Linked DNA regions of Drosophila melanogaster: region 2 is linked to region 1. A link is a contact called in public Hi-C data. All regions are on one chromosome and are shown on one strand. The core of a region is the stretch at or near the end of the contact, and the rest is flanking DNA. Distances in the headings are between cores, read along the strand shown. Region 1 holds the start of Top1 (Topoisomerase 1). Region 2 holds the start of Dsp1 (Dorsal switch protein 1).

Region 1 (2,700 bases), core at 7-2,506:
CAATCACAGCTGATTCTTTTGAACACAACTTGTTATTTGCTGATCCCAATTTTCTAAAACAAAAAGATGGTAGAACAAATATGAATAGAAAAGAGTCACGTCAATTTGCATCGAAAGCGGAAACGGCAACAAACACCCACAAAGGATTAAGATAATGATATAAGTAATGATTAGCGTAAATGGGAGGATTTAAACAATTATTATGCTAAATGAAATATACTATTAAAAACCTATGTACCATACGTTGTGCGTAATGCCCAAACTAAACGTGATAAAAGACTGTTACCAACTACATACACACATACATAATACCGAGATGGAAACAACCGTAAATCTAAAACTAAAACCTAAACTTAAATCGGCATAGTTTCGCATGAAAAGGTAATATATACATACATACATAAATATAACAAATATATTCATACGCGCACTAAAAGGAAGCGTTGCATAGTTTAATTACATTTACCGTACGAACACTTTTTATAGATGTTTAATGTTGTTATGGTTAAGATAAATCCGGACGAATTGATGGATTTTGGCCAAGCACGGTGCACTGCATATATGTAGCAAGTGAGCCAAGTACAATTTACACAAATGTATACATAATTAGATGCATATATGGTTCGATGTAAACTAATAATAAATCGATGTAAAAGCGTAAAAACGGAAGTTAAGAAACCACACACACACACAAACACACACACCCACAAAAACCAGAAAAAGCTGAGGCGACAAAAATATGAGAACTCTGTTAAATGTTTGTTATGCATTTGTTTTTTTTTTTATCTAAATTAATATTAAACTAATGTATTAGTGAATAAACTTGTGTACCTACATACAAAACAATGATAAAGCAGTTATGGCGGTGGTTTTATTTGTTTTTCTTCCAAAATAATAATTGCAAGAGCTGTACGAAAGTAATAAATTACTTCGATGCCAGAACGTTAAATAATTTCTTTAAATGTTTTATATTTCATTTTGTGGCATTCAATGCTTATTTTTTTTTTTTTGAACGTTTGGCGCTGCATTTACCACAATCAGTGATTTAAGCAAATAGTGGGGAAAACCCTTTTGTGAAAGTGAAAAAAAGTTAGCTTTTTCTTAAAGTTATTCTAGATTTCGTATCAATTCAGTGCTCAGACTATCGAGAAAGAGTGAACATCTATCGACAGGCTAGTATCGACACGGGCACCGACGGTCACACTGTCCGAATCCGAACTATCAGCCTATCGCTCTCCGATAGCAGCAGTCGCTACTTGTCCGAACCAATCGCCTATCGGGGAGACTGCGTGGCTGCTGCGTTCCGTAAAACGCAAAGAAGCCAAAAAGCAAGGGCATTCGCATTGACCAAAGCACCAAACGCTGCTCCTTTTCGAAAAACTTCAGTGCGCTTTTATTTCCCCGCCGCTGTCACCGCTTTAAGGAGCACCAACATCTAATTATTGAAAATCCTAACGAACAGTTTAGTCGAACAGTGTAAAAGCGTGAAAAGAAAAGAAAGGAACGAATAAAATAAAAGAAAAACCGCTAAGCGAGTTCCGCAAAATGAGTGGGGATGTGGCTGCCGAAAATGTAAGTGCCCTAAACGAAATATCCATTCCTTTTTTATGTAATGTGCAAACGTGTTGAATGGGGGGACTTTGCCTGCCGCCTGCAGCCTGCCTGTCAGTCCCAAAAAATCAAGTTAAATTCTGAACCGCATAATTGTAGGGTGCACAGGATAGTTGCAAGTGTACCGCTCGCTGCTGGCAGCTGGCAGCGACGCCGACAGCGCTGCCAGCAGAGTGCGTAAAATACAACGAGCAGAGAAAAAAAAGTAAGAAGAGGTCTTTTGGTAATTGACGAAAATGGCGACAATGCAAGTGGGAAAAGGTGAAGGATGGTGTGAAGCAGGGAGGGGAAGAGCCGAGGCAGACGAAATGTATTTGGCACAGTGTGGCCGCAGCTGGCTGGTATTTTAATCAAAACTGGTATTTTCACCAGCCACTCGAACGTTGCCTTTCCACATTTTTCCCCCTCAAAAACACCCTTTAACTAACTCATTTCCCTGCATTTCCACTGCAACTTGCCTTATTTACGTTCGCATAGCGTCTCAATTTCCCTGTTCTTCGTAGATTACCACCAAGTTTGGTCACACTGCCCTCTTCCACACACATAATATCACATGTGTTTGCTGCTGTTGTTGTTGTTGTTGTTGGTTGTGGACCGCTGCTTTCATGTACATATGTAATTGCAAGTGTCCCATTTTGCAATTACACTTCTACATGCACATACATATACGAAGGTGTTCCGTCGTCTGATAAGACAGATGTGCCACCCCAAAACAGCCAAAAACAAATAAAAGCATTAACTAGAAAATGCTCCGGATGAATAATATGCAACCACAATAACAACAATAACCCCGTGGGGATGTGTTTGTGTGTGTAGCTGTTAAAAAAAAAAAAAAAAATGCAAAAAGTGTAAAAAAAAAGCAACGATTTTCTGTATTCTAAACGACTCTTGTGCGTGTGTGGGTGTCATTGTTTGGCAAGGTGTTTTTTAAATATATATTAACCTATTCCAAGTGATTCGGAAACAATTTTCAATTTCCTGTCGCCATCGCTCGGCGGCTCTTCTTCTTCGATTAACCCATTGCTGGTAGTTTAAAGTGAATTTTCCTACGCGGCATTTGTTAGGGTTGATTTTCACCACGTGGTGAGC
Region 2 (2,700 bases), core at 88-2,587, 1.0 Mb after region 1:
ATCTACTAATTTGTCTATACCTTTTTTTAACATAATAAAACTAGCAGCAAATAATACTTTATTTCCCTAAGAAATAAATATACCTGAATTTTTTAGAACGAAATTAATTTCACCATTTAAAATAATTTATATTGTTTTAATTCGAAGAAACCAGAACAGGGCTGGTATTTTAAAGTATTTCGAAGTCAATAAATATTAAAATATACATATATAAATAATCGATTTAAACAAATAATTTAAAAAACCGCAAATAAATTTTAAAGCGAAAATCTTAAGTATAGTATGGAAAAATTAATAAATAATTTTAATGGCCAATATAATTGAGATTTTATTTTTTTTTTTGGATTTTTGTGACCTCATACATTACAAACATACACACATGCATTACTCCTTCTCTCTGTATGACAGAGAGAATTGAGGGAGAATTTGTTTTAAAACATAAGAGAACATTTTTTTCTCTTTCGAATTCGAATTGAAAGTACAGTCAGACGGGAACACACAAAATGAAAATGTGTATGTGTATGTAGCGGGTCGCTGCGATGTACATATGTTTGTGTGTTCCACACGTATGTACATACAGCTGCGTTCGTGGAAATAGCACTGAAAGGCATCAAACGGTTTTTTTCCGTATTCCCTTTTGTTAATTAATTTTTTTTTTCGCTTCGTCTTCTGTGTCGCAAAACAAGCAAAGCAGTTACAAATGGCTTTTTGTACCTGCACTGCTCTTTAACAAAACATATAATTTCAGTAATTAATATGAACTTATTCATTCTGAAAAACCGCTTGACAAATTGAACATAGCATTCATATAAAATCATCAATTTAGAAAGTGGCGGTCATATGCACTACTATTAGCATGAGCACAGTTGTATATGCTTGGCTATGTATCAATGTGTTTGCATTGATGCATATCGGTTTTGTAGAATTCGTCGCATTAACGAATGTAGCTGGCAGTTAAAAATAAGATATGTATGTTTAAAATAAATTTTGGCCCTAAGAACTGTGTAATGTACATATGCATACATACAGTTCTGTATTTTTCCCACACTCCACACACTCCATAGTTTGTATGTTTGGCACGCCAGCGTTTATGTACATACCCGTGATCGTATGTTTGTATGAAAGTAACAGGCCAAAAAGTTTTATAAGGCCTTTTCCCTCCACCACGTGTATGTACATATGTATGTATATGACACTGAGCGCTCTCTCAGCAACACTAATTCTACCAACAAAATGACTATAACGACTCTCTTCGCGCTCTCGCTCTCCCGCACACACGCACACCAGCAAAGAATTGCGCACACAGTCCAACGCAACGCAACGCATACACATTTATCCGCCCGTTTGGATTTGGAAGCACAGTGAGAAGGTAAGGCAGAGACGGCAATTCAATTCAATTCATTCGTTGTTGGTACGAGCGGCGCGCGAACCAACCTCATATATTGTATTTTCCGCATTCGCATTGATACGATACCATACTGTGTGCTGTGTACTGTGTACTGTATAGCATATATACCATACCACACCAACAAAACACAAGCGATACGATACGATACAATAAACTCAGCGTATGCAGCGCTGTTTGTTTATTTTTTACAAGCTAAATACAAACGACAAAACAAATCCGCAAAGCCGCCCGCGTTTCGCGTTTTCCCAACCAAAAAAACAAATAAAATCAAACAACAAATAAGCGAAAAAGGCCTAGACAAAAAAAAAGAAGTACAAAAAAACAACGTGCATTGTGAAATTCTTAAATTTTCGAATTTCATTTCGAAGTTTTGGCTTGTGCCGTGTTCCTTTTTTTCCTTGTAACGTGCATCATACATTCGCGTTTGTGGCCGTACATGCATACATACATGCAATAATCAATACAATACGACGTACAACAAACTGCGTAGAACAGTATTAAAAAAAGGAAAACAGACAAAAAAACTGGCTTAAGACTCGACTCCAATTTGCGTTGGTGTGCGTATTACATACATACGTACTTGTGCTAAAACTAAATATATATGCTTTAACCATTTAGGAATAAAAGTGAAAGATATAGAACGGAAATCCCAGTATAAAGCCAATCCACGATTGAAACATTCGGACTAGATCCGAAATCTCACAGTTATGGAACACTTTCATCAAATACAGGTAAGCTTGTGTGCAGGTATACGGCGTTTTATTTAAAACACACACGCACGCACACACAAACACACATTTATATACACTCATGGCACAACACACATACAATCATGGGCGCGTTTATGTATAGGTTGCCGCGTTTTAATCATTTTCCCGCCAAACGACAATGTATAATTAACAAAAAAGCCAGGCACCTATTTATTTATTATTTATTTGGATATTTCGGCACCTGATTGCCTTTTCTCAGCCGCAGTGGAAACTTTTTGTGAATATATATGCTGCATACATACTTACATACGTATGTACATGCAAGCGCTTGTACATCCATTGCGTCTCGCTTTTGTTTTTAGTTATTAAGTAAATCGGCATGTTACTAAATGCAAAAAGTGTACGCCTATGTATGTGCAAGTATGCATACAAACAAAAAAGCGACGCTGTACAATCAAAATTGTATTTTGCGTGCGCATCCAAGTCCGCCATTTTTCTTATTAGTTTGTATAAATATACAAATATGTACATTTATACCAAGAATCGTGAATGCCTTGATGTAAACGGTAAACCGCATTGCTT

What was found. A called contact is a pair of places that touch in the nucleus more often than the background predicts.
Region 2: a contact with region 1 is called in a Hi-C map of the Kc167 cell line, with 3 times the contacts expected there. The contact joins the promoter of Dsp1 here to the promoter of Top1 in region 1. A contact is called at or near these places in 2 of 107 Hi-C or Micro-C datasets (the Kc167 cell line and embryo) and 1 of 6 datasets of contacts at active chromatin or transcription factors (the Kc167 cell line).

Annotation. Positions count from the first base shown.
Region 1 is chrX:15,318,236-15,320,935 of dm6, forward strand. Top1 (Topoisomerase 1) reads left to right here and starts at 1,257. Exons shown (of 8, transcript NM_001014742.2): 1 at 1,257-1,572. The coding sequence starts at 1,546. It overlaps gce (germ cell-expressed bHLH-PAS), which reads left to right. Exons shown (of 10, transcript NM_001272637.2): 10 at 1-839. mir-4957 (mir-4957 stem loop) reads right to left here and starts at 1,802; the gene lies at 1,719-1,802.
Region 2 is chrX:16,332,275-16,334,974 of dm6, forward strand. It overlaps Dsp1 (Dorsal switch protein 1), which reads left to right and starts at 1,338. Exons shown (of 7, transcript NM_206762.3): 1 at 1,338-1,489; 2 at 2,027-2,139. The coding sequence starts at 2,116. It overlaps CG9921, which reads right to left and starts at 1,326. Exons shown (of 3, transcript NM_001272680.2): 1 at 1,101-1,326.